2 separate regions of the Mus musculus genome follow, and region 2 is linked to region 1. Evidence: chromatin contacts called from public HiCAR-type data. All regions are on one chromosome and are shown on one strand. The core of a region is the stretch at or near the end of the contact, and the rest is flanking DNA. Distances in the headings are between cores, read along the strand shown. Region 1 has its middle 66 kb from the start of Gm25401. Region 2 has its middle 32 kb from the start of Gm36227.

Region 1 (5,605 bases), core at 1,157-3,656:
GTAGATAAGACCATGAGGATGTATTTTTGTTTAACTCTTGTGGAAAATGAATGCCATCAATAGCAATGTGCCGGGAGAGTATCTTTGTCAAGGCTGTGGTAGTGATGAGGCCCATGCTTCGTCTTCAGATTTGCTGCAGGGCCTTCCTGCATGGAGCTTCTGACTGGTAGGAAATCAACAGTTGCCCGAGAGATCTTTCTAGTTACATGTGAGTGCATGTAGCTGCTGACTTTGTGTGATAAGTACCAGCCAATCTTCAAACACTTGTGGGTAACACTCATTGTCCAGCCAACTTTAGCTAAAGCCAAGAATCTTGTCCCCATATCCACAGCTGGTTGTTTACTATTTCTGCCATTCTACACAGTAATCACTTTCCTATAGACGTAACCTGTTCTTTTCAAACATCTAGAAAACTGAGGTTTCTGTGCTCAACAGCTACAACAGAGACACAAATGATTTCGTTTCTCAGAAACACGTGACACCAACAACAGGTGAGGTGGTGCAGCTTCAGCCAATGTGCTTTTCCTGCAGTGGGAGAGTAAGCATAGAGGGAGATGACTGAGAGATATGTGGAGCCCGGATGCTAGAAGATACTTCCCATGGAGAGGCTTCAGGATGGGCTGAGTCCAGGCAAAAAGGTCATGCTATCTCTTTGTTTTTACTATGACAGACCCAGTCACTCACCAGCCTACCTTTAACTGGTGGTTTCTAAAAAGCTCCTCCAGGTAACATCTTTGGGTATGGTTTGAATAGGGAATGGTAGATGGAACTTGGCTAGTGTGTTTGGTCACAAACTTGAGACACCCAAGAAGAGGAAACCTCACTTGAGGAATTGCCTCCACCAAATTGGCTGGTTATGTGTCTGTGGGAATATATATATTTTTGATTGTTAATTGATGGAAGGTAGTGGTGGCGGGGCTAGTTCTCTGTGGGCCATGCTACCCTTGGGCAGGTGGTCCTGGGTATAAGATAGGGAGCTGGAGGTGATCTTGGAAGCAAGCCAGTTTAAGCAGCATTCATTATGGGTTCTGCTTCTGGTTCCCTCATGATGGATTGTATAGTTTATGATAAAGTGAACCACCTTTCTCCCCAAGTTGCATTTGGTCAGTATTTTATTACAGCAACAGAAAGCAAACCAGGACAGCTAGTAAGACAGGGAGGAATAGAGGCCATTGGTGGGAGGTAGGGTGGATGGGGACTTTCCATGTAAGATACTTTGGAATGTGGGAGCAAATAATTTATTACCCAAACCTCTAGCTCCCTGGACACATTGCTGTTGGCATGTGTCTTATTTAAAATAAAAACAGAAGAAGAAGAAGAAGAAGAAGAAGAAGAAGAAGAAGAAGAAGAAGAAGAAGAAGAAGAAGAAGAAGGAGGAGGAGGAGGAGGAGGAGGAGGAGGAGGAGGAGGAAGAGGAAGAGGAAGAGGAAGAGGAAGAGGAAGAGGAAGAGGAGGAAGGAAGAAGAGTAAGAAGAGTAGTTCTTGTTTCTTAGAAAAAACTGTGAAGCCAATCCAGGGCATTCAAATACTGCAGTGGGAATGGAAAGGAAGGAAAAAAATGTATTTGGTGAGAATTCAGAGGCTGCTAATTGTCTTTATTGAAATAATACTGAATTAACAACTCAGAAAAGTTAGAAGACATCTTCTTTAGGAGGAGGAGGAAGAGAAAGGGGGAGGAGGAGGAAGGGGGAGGAGGAGAAAGTCCTTGTAAACAGCATAGAAAAATACTATTTGCAAATTTTGCTTTCCTCATCTCAAAACAAAGCAACCGGTGCGTGCTGTGGAGACTCTTAAACACGCTGTCCGCTTTCCTCTTGTGGTTCTAAAATCCTGAAAGTGCCACGCAGTCAGTCTACTCCAGGTCCCAGTCTGCCCTCTCCCCACAACGGGCCCCCACCCCCACTTCCTTTCCACAACAAACACTTTTGCAACCCTTTCTCTGATGAATGGCCAGAAAAGAGATACTGGATGAGAACAATTAGAAACTTTAATGACCCTTCAGGCAGCACACAATTATAAACCACATTCTTATTTTTATAAGGAATTAGCTACAGATTGGGCAGCTAGCTGCCCCTGTCATGCCTTGAAATATTTCTTCTCTTCCTGGCAGAGTTGAGCATGCTGGCACCTCTCTCTCTCTCTCTCTCTCTCTCTCTCTCTCTCTCTCTCTCTCTCTCTCTCTCTCTCTCTCTCTCTCTCCCTCTCCCTTACTCATATATATATATATATATACATATACATATATACACGCGGACTTGCCAATTCCAGCACCTTCAAATGTATTATCCCGTCCTTTCGTCTCCAAGATGACCTGAAATGACCTTTTGCTTGGCAGGAGACGTGACTCAACTGATAATAAAAGAGTTTTGAAGGGGGCGGGGAATGATGGCTAAGGAGGGAGGGGGGGGGTGGCTGTCTGGTCCTGGTTGCTGAGCTGCAAGGCAGTCAGGGAGGGACATGGAAGAGCAGGAAGGGGCCAGATCTCTAATACTGCCATATTTTTTGGCTACGGTATTTTCTGTTATTAATTTACTACATATCACCTATTGCACGAAGGGAGAAGAAAGATTTTTACCCCGCTAAGGCACACCAGTCTCTTTGTTTAACCCGGACCCGAGGCTGCTCAGCCATGACCACTGGGAGGGAGGGAGGGAGGGATGGGGGCGGGGCCGATGTCTGGGCATCCCCCTGCATCGAGGCCCCAGCTCTCCCCCTGGACGTGGGGTCCCAGCCCTGCAGCTTTCCTTCTGTAAGGCTTTGCAGCTGCGAGCACCTTCGCAGAGTAATATGGCTAGCTAACATTGCCCGGTGCGATTCTATTTCACACCAGCAGCCTTAGAGGGGCGTGGGCTTTTCCCAGAATCTTGATTTCTTTGTTGTTTAGGAAAGGCTCAAATTTTCACAAATCCCAGAGAACTCCAAGTAGGCGTCTCAGATAGATTTTAACGACTGGATCCCCCTCGCCTCCACCGACCCCACCCTGCACCGACTTAAGAAGGGAAGGAGACAAAAAAGAACTATTATCTAGGAACTCTGCGAGGTGGCAGGAGCTGCTACAGCCGCATCGCTGGACCTCCCCTAGACTGATGCTCTCTTTTGTAAAGTGCTGTTTTCCCAGCGACTCCCTCTTACAAAGGACATCTTGAGGCACACTGTATAAATTTGGGGTGTGTACACTTTGGCGAATCATCTGCACACCGACAGGGACAAAGGGGAGGGTTTCGGTAGGTGGTTTGCCGGGTGCTTTCAGTCAACTTAAGTAGGCGAGTTGTCCCTGGAGTAAAAATTGGATTTTAGCCACCTGAGCCGAACTTAGTGAGCTGCTTGTGTGTGCAAATGCTTGTGAAGTCCTCACACCAGGCATGGAGTACTCTGGTCCTTTCAGATCATGGAAGCACCTGCTGGAAAGTTGGCAGGGCTGATTCCTCAAGTTCCTTGTCCACAGGAGAGAGATGCTCTTGGCTGAGAGACAGGTACTCTGGGAAGTGCTGCACAGGTTTCTTCCCAATGTAAGAGAATTCACATCTCCTGGCTTTCGTCATTCATTCATTCATTCATTCATTCATTCATTCATTCATTCATTCATTCATTCATCTGCTCAATCAATCATTCATTTATCACAGATACCTTTGTGTTTCAGTGTTAGTCGCCACCAGTGAAAAAGTGCAATCAAAAAATACATTCAGGTTTGCCCTAAAGGAGTTTGTAATGAATATGTGAAACACAAACAAACCGACTTTTAAAGACAAACAAAGGAATGATGCTGTGGTTTTGTAGAAGGAGCACTGCTACCCACGTGACTTCCATTCAGTATCGCCCCTCCCACTCCAGCCCCAAGGATTTCTCTGTGGAGCCCAGTCCTGGAACTCACTCTGTAGTTGGTCTGGAATTTTGAGATCTTCCTGCCTCTGCCTCCAGAGTGCTGGGATTAAAGGTGTGCCCCACTGCCACCCATATTCAGTAATTTTTAATGCTTACATCTCTGTTCCATCCACCAACCAACATGCCTCCCCTTAGTTCCCCCCCCCCAAAAAAAGCCTCTGAAGAGATGGGTGTCAGGGAGCTGGCTGCACGAGGTGCATTGTGGGACATTATGGAAGGTGGTGTTAATTATTATAACTTTTAATCGACTTTGAACTGATAAAGTAGGTGGTTGACTTTTTTATGTCTAGGGTGGATCAAAGGTGGCATTATGAGGTTGATGATTTTTTTCTTCCTTTCTCTATTTTGTTTTTGTTTATTAATTGTGTGTGTGCGTGTGCATGGGTGCATGTGTGTACTTGCTTTAAAATTCTGATCCCCCTGCCTCTGCCTCTACCTCCCAAGTATTGGTCACACTAGGTACTTTTCTGGTTTTTAAATAGACATGAGTCCCACCTACTTCTCTTCCCCATTTTCCAGCCCCCTCAAACAAAACGAACATTACTGCAGAAATGACTGCCTGCATCATGATTTACCAGCATTTGTTCTTATAAAGAGCCATGTTTTCATATTTTCTATGGCTCTGCAGGCCATCGGCCTGTGCTGATTCTGTGTGCCAGGGTGACTTTAGACACTATATAAATGAACAAGGGTGACTGCACCTGAGGAGAACTCTGTGGACACTGAGGTTAGCAGGGCTCATCTAATGCTTACGGGTCATAAACTCTTGCTTTTTTAACCCTTACAATCACTTACACCTATAAAGTCATCTGTGCTTCCATTGTAAAATCAGGCCATTTGCTGTGCCCACATTTACACTCTACTATGAGTTTCAATACTCTGGCTCTGTCAGAGTCATTTGCACGTTATTGTCTTTCTCCAACTCCCAGAAGAATGTATGAGAAAACACTTGGTGAGAAATAGAGTGCCCCATGCTCGTGGCTTCCCCTTGATTCTCTTTGGGAAGATGCCTGGCATAGCCTGGGCCATGAACTTACAGGAACCCTCCAAACATCTGGGTAGAGTCCGTCGAAAGCACGTTTACTGAGATGGTGAACTTGGCCTTTTATCTCATTTGGACTCAAGCTTCTTAGTTGTGTTCTGACTTGGGCAAGGCACTTAAAACTTTGAGTTTCATTTTGCTTTACTGAAAATACTGTCTACTTAGAAGACTTACTACAGAGGCTCCATGTGACAGTTTGTTTTAAAAGATGATAATTATGACATATGAGATCTTTTATAAGTGTTTGAAGAGTATTAATGGTTGCTTGGTTCAAGGTTTATCAAGGGTATCTGGGACTAGTCTCGACTCTTGAAACATATCAGTGGGGACAGTGGAAATGGGGCACAGGTTGGTCTGCTGGCTCTTTTAGCCATTGAGCCACCTCCCAAGCCCTCAGACTTTCTTTAAAGAAAACTTGTAGTCACTTTCATTAAAAACTATTCAGAGTCTCTTCTGTTCAAGTATTTTATGAAATCTAATATGAAACCACTTAATCGAATTACTATGTGTTAAATCAATTATAGACTGACTGAAAAGTGTTTAGTGGAATTTTGCAGGAAGGAGAGAAATGTTTGGGCTTCATGTTCCTTCTTCCAGCATTTTTTTCAGATTACCAATTTGCATGCATGTGTCTGTGTAAGTGTGTGTGCATATATGTGTTCATATGTGTGAGTGGAGAGG
Region 2 (5,605 bases), core at 935-3,434, 680 kb after region 1:
ATAGATAGATAGATAGATAGATAGATAGATAGATAGATAGATAGATAGATAGATAGATAGACAGAGATAGATAGACAGACAGACAGACATAGAGAGAGGTAGGTAGGTAGGTAGGTAGGTAGATAGATAGATAGATAGATAGATAGATAGATAGATAGATAGACAGACAGACAGACAGACAGATAATCTGGCTGTATATTCCAACCACCTAGTAGCGATACAGCTGTGGGTTTTTAACCCATTCCCTTTTCACTGTGATGCAAGCAGCTTTGTGTGAGAATCCTTCCTTCCCACATTGATAGGGTCCATTGGAGCCCAAGCTGACCTCCAACTGAACTTCTGATGCTCAGAAATGGAGGGCTCAATGGTTCAAACTGATCGTAAGCAGTCAGAACTGAAAACCTCTGCACAGTCAGATGTTCAAAAGCTGATTCTCAGAAGAAAATCAAGTCAGTGAGTCCCAAGAACACTGGAATTCTTCCACCATCCCAAGGAGTCCTGTTGTCAATACGCCTGCTTCTCCAGCTTAGTTCACTCCCCTGCCCCCGGCTCAGCCCAGGTGGAGCACCATACAGTCTTACCATGCAGAGGCATGTATTTTTCAGAGAGAAAGGAATATCCAGGACACCAAGACCTCAAAACAGTCTGGAGGTGTTCACCCACCATTTTTATTTCCATGCTTGATTCACTGAGCTCAACCACCACTGGGCAGAGAAAAGGGAAGGACAAGATGGCCGCACAGCCAGCCTGCCTGGCAGACTCCGACCCCAGTCAGCCACCACCAGCTAGCTCTCCAAGGGCAGGACCTGAGGCATCTGCCAGATGGGTGCTGGCTTTTGATCAGCACCGAGTTGAGCCAGAGACCTGCTTGAAAGCCGGCAAGCTCCCTGAAATTAGCTAGCAGAAATCTCCCTAGCTTCCTTGACCACATTACTTGAAGAGTTTGAAGACAGATTGGAAAAAAAAATGCATGGATGGGGACCGCACAGTAAAGACCAGACCTTCTTTTCCGAGGACAAGTCATTCCAGCTCAGCCAAGGGAGGCAGGGCACCCTTTCTGCTCTCGTGGGTGGAACTGTGTGTCTTGTGGCCAGATTTAACTATCAGTGCCCCTGCACTCAGCGTGCAGTCTTTTAATCTCATAGGATAACACCTGTAAAACCCGAGACTACTAGAATGGGTCCCCAAGCATCCCTGCCTGGTGTGTGACACGCAAAGGGCTGTTTACAAGACATATGATCATTCCAGCGGGTCCACTCAGCAAGGTCTGCTGGAGGCCTCATCTTTTCAAGAGGTCCTCTGGGGTGTGGGCTGCTATCCTCAGGAAACACAGCTTGCATCCTTAAGGGAGATTCAGAAATCCCCCACAGCTGTTAGGAGGCTGTGTCTGGCCCTGGAAGGAGCAGCCAGGCCAAGGGTTAAACAGAGGCTCAGCGTGTTCTGTGCCTGGCAATAGCAGTCTACATGACTCCAGGCCTCTTGTCTCACAAACCAGTTCAGCTTATTCGCCCCAACCTTCATAAAACCCAGAGGTCCGTCCTAGATCGACAAAGAACTCCAATTCTCCCCAAGCAGGCTTCGTCAAGGTTCAACTGTTGACTCCCGCCTGAATCTCCACGTTCACTCCCTCTGGTCACCCTAGCTGCACGTCTGTTCAGCCCCCCTTTCCTTTGGGGATAAATCAGCGTTTGCGTTTTTTTGTTTTAATTCTTTCAAAGGATGAGGAATGTTGACACTCCTGAAACAAGCCTCTGATGTCTGGTTAGACTTCAGACGGCTGAGTGTGAGCGTACGCTGACGCAATCGGGCCGATTGGGTTAAACCAAATATTACAATCGCAAGAATTCATCTGGAACTAATAATTTTGAGGCCACCGAAAGTAAAAGGGCCCTCTTTGGGCTTGGCCAGTGGCAGAGGCCAGCTCGGGCCAATGCTGCCACCTGCCGTGGGCGCGGGGAACAGGGCGCGCCGCCTCGGCCTTCCTGTTTTGTTCGCGACCCCTATGCACCCACGCAAGGCAGGTTCCTCGCCAGCCAGACCAGGGCTATTTTTAAAACGCTAGCGCCTGTCCCCAGCCCTTAAGGTAAAGATAGCCAGTCTGGCCGCTCACTGTCTTCTCTGAAAAAGGACCTCTTCCCAATTATAGACCCAAGACTGGCTAGCAGGGCACTCGCAGTTGGAGTTCCATTAAGCAAACAACCCCTTGTGCTAAAGAGATCGTGTGTCGCAGGCTCACTTAGAGGAACGCTCATTTAAGGAAGATTGTTTTATTTTGCGGGAGATGAAGGAAACACACAACTCTGGGTTCTGTCGGCACATTGCTGAACTGCAAGTCACGTGCCAGATCCAAAAATGATGAAAACATCTGTTTTTGCTTTAGCCCAGCGAGGCCCCGACGGTGGGGAGGGGCAGGGAAGGGACCGTGGTGGCTTTGCTCATGAGCGCCATCTGCCGAGCCTGCCGGGGAAACGCGTGAGATCCCGGCACAATGCAAGTTGCCGCTCACCCCCGGGGAAAGGAGAGATCAACAGGTGGGGGTCTGTGCCCGGGAGACCACTCTCCTCGGAGGGCAACCCTGGCAGTGCCCTGGGAACTCTGCAACTCTGAGTTGTCTCGGGGTGTTCTCAACAAAGAGATCTTTCCCTGGTGACTGCTCTGGGGCAGAGGAAGAGACCGAGGGTGGCAGCGAATGAATTCTCAGGTTGGAAAGGAAGGCGGTAAGGGGGAGGGGAGGGGCTCTTGGTGTGCAGACAGTAAAATTTGCGGTTCGTGCCGGCTGAAATCTCCCAGAACAAAGAAACCACTTCCCAGCTCCCGCCCTGCACTCCCACCAACCAGCTCTCTTTCCTGCTATGGTTGTGCAGTAGGTCTGAGAATGCTCCAGAGTTCAGAGATACTACTGTCGTCAGGCAGAGCTTGTCCATCCCTTTCTGTGTAACTCGTCCACCCTCAAAAAGCCAGTGGTGGATCCCAGCTCTGAACAGGGACCTCACTGACAGCCATGACATACAACCTTAGCGTTTTGTTCAGTCTTCCCCAAGTTATTCATTGCTTGCCTGCCAAGTGCCTAACACTCCGCACAAGTGTTTGCAAGAAGTATATATGTGTACAAATACGTCAGAGGAAAACGTGTGCGTGTCAGCGTTACACACAATGACAGCTAGGACCTCAGAGGCAGGGAGAAGAGTACAGACTAGGGAGGGATGTAGAATCCACCTTTGGTCTCAGTGAGGAATTCCTTCCCCCAGCCTGCTTCTGCCCTAGCCTCCAGCCCTTACAGATAAGCCATTCTCAGCCTTTCTGGGAACATGGTGTCAAGGGACCATCATTTGCCTCCTGTCACTCCAGGTCAGCCGTGATCCAAGACCCAGGCTCCAGTCTCAGTTGTCTTTTCCTTACCAGATGGAGGTTCTTAGGTGTTACTGGGTAACTGTATGTGCTCCTACGTACCTGCTTTCCACAGGTGACAAGGGGTTAATAGAAAGAGCAAAACACTGGTCAAAAGATGCAGGCTTGCCAGGGGCTCCTGTGTCCCTTGACCGGGCTGGGCTGGTGGGCACATCCTCAGCTCTGGGGCAACATTCCCCAAAGTCTGTCTGTCTGTCTGTACAGTCTGACTGTGTCCTCTAACCTACAAACCGACAGGGTTAAAAAGGAAACTGAGGCTCTGTCTATCGGAGCTGCATCCTTTCCTATCCGTCTTCAAATAAATATAGAAAGCTTGTCCTTTATATGGGTCAGGAACCTGTCTATGATCTAAGGGATTTCAGAAAAAGACTCTTCATTTTTTTTACAGCTAAACACATTTTCTAAGAAGCAAGCCTGTCTGTCCTCCACAGAGCCTGACAGGAGCTATGTCCCCACTGACCATATCTGTTTCCATGGTACCGAGTGAGTTCTTAGATTACTAGGGCCCAAGCTAACCTTCTGAGTCCCTACAGACTCACCTGTCCCCAGCAGCGCTTGGCTCCGGTTCTCTACGACCACCCCATCTCCCCCCACCCCCATTGTCAGGGGCCTCTTTCCAATTCATTTCTTGTTCCAGGCCGTAAAAATGTCAGAACATGAAACTTCCTTTTAGCCTGGCTTAATATCAGTCTAGTATGGAGAGTTTTGATGGATTGTCTTTGTGTTCCAAAGAGGAAACCGTACGCTCACTGTCTCAAATTTCCTTTCTGCTCTCTAGGCCCTCCCATCCCCTTTTCTTTTTCCCTACCTGGTTCTTCAACAGGTCTGTGTTTGGGAGCAGAGAGGGAGGGATGTAAAACTTATTATACTATGTTATCATCTCAGAACTCAGATTTACAATGTTCTTATCAACATCAGAAAACCAAAAATCTCTAAAGTAGACTTCAAAAATGAAACAGTAAAAACAAAAACAAAAACAAAAACAAAAAAAACAAAAAAAAAAAAACAAAACAAAACCTGGGAGCAGTGTTCCCTTCCCGGTTAAGGGTCATAGACCCAAACAGTTGCTTTAGTCCTGGCCAAGACTCTCTTTTCCTAGCATAAAAATAATTTGGTCCCCGCTTGTCTCCATCCATCTTGGTGTGATCCTTCCCACACAGGAAAAAAAAAATAACCTTTGTTCAAAGCTCTGCTCTCCTAAGCTGGGCTGAGTTCTGCAAGATCACTCTCCACACACCACAAGCTCAGCCCCTCCCCTCCAGCTCCAAACAGACCCTAATCCAAAAGCCACTCTTTTAAATAGAGGCTTCTCGTATGCTTAAATTCCTAAATAAAAGGAATGTCGACCGCTACTGCTAGTTTCTCCAGTTAAATCCGATTTTCACTGAAATGCTTGCTGCTTGCTCAAAAATCTGGGCGTGAGCTGCAGGCGAGAACTAGAATTCTCCAGCTATCTAGAGGGCCCTCCAGTGGCCAAAATAATACCTGTCATAAACAAAGGGCTCCAGAGCCAACACTGCAACAAAGACAGAAGGGTGGTCACTAGCCTGTGTGGAAAATCCCACAGAGTACCATCCCCACACTTCGCTCCGTGGAGGTGTGTCTCACTTAAGGGAAGCCAGGACAGACTCTCAACTGGAAGAAGGATGACATTATTTGCATGACAAAAGGACCCTTCATTAGATAAAAGAGGGGCAGGTTTGAATTTCTTTAAATGATAGCCCCCCCCCTATTTTTAAGGGTTCTGCTGAACTGGGGGAGGGGTCTGATGTGCAAATCTCTAGAACATATCTATGGGATCTAGCAGGGTGCACTTGAGCTTGCTCTACTTGACCCACAGATGACATTGCTTTCTACCTGTGAAAATCTCCTAAGTACTGTGACCTTGAGACATGAAGCCAATGGAGGTCCGGGCCCTTGGAGATAAGAAAAGGAGGAGCAGGGTTGAGATCTTCTGAGCCCGGGAAGCCTTTCTAGGGGACTGTGAAAAGGCAGCCAGCTCTGTTGGACCTGACAGACTTACACTTTTCCAGAAAGGGTTCTAGCTCTGTTACAAGTTGGCACACCATGTCACCCAGGCACGCCTGGGTTTCTTCTGATATCACACACCACACAGAGAGAAGACAACACAAACCAGCCACCATTTCTAGGGAGTTCAGATCCCTAGTCATTGTAACAACCTTTGCTCTCTGGAAGC

Evidence for each region. HiCAR-type assays count read pairs that join an accessible place to other places.
Region 2: a HiCAR-type map of astrocytes shows a contact between it and region 1, with 8 times the contacts expected there. The contact joins two enhancer-like sites. A contact is called at or near these places in 1 of 15 datasets of contacts at CTCF or cohesin (the NIH/3T3 cell line), 2 of 484 Hi-C or Micro-C datasets (nephron progenitors and uterus), 16 of 115 datasets of contacts at active chromatin or transcription factors (astrocytes, cardiomyocytes, craniofacial prominence and 11 more) and 1 of 9 other capture datasets (embryonic stem cells).

The regions. Positions count from the first base shown.
Region 1 is chr9:41,270,890-41,276,494 of GRCm38.p6, forward strand. No RefSeq gene overlaps it. Among named protein-coding and RNA genes, the nearest start is that of Gm25401, 66 kb to the right of the region's middle. Within about 2 kb of position 2,407, at least 110 of the 459 cell types and tissues checked have an H3K27ac peak or open chromatin away from gene starts, as enhancers often do. A contact at or near this core is called in astrocytes, craniofacial prominence, embryonic basal ganglia and 5 more, where this site is marked.
Region 2 is chr9:41,948,882-41,954,486 of GRCm38.p6, forward strand. No RefSeq gene overlaps it. Among named protein-coding and RNA genes, the nearest start is that of Gm36227, 32 kb to the left of the region's middle. RefSeq lists an enhancer at 259-5,605. Within about 2 kb of position 2,185, at least 231 of the 459 cell types and tissues checked have an H3K27ac peak or open chromatin away from gene starts, as enhancers often do. A contact at or near this core is called in astrocytes, craniofacial prominence, embryonic basal ganglia and 5 more, where this site is marked.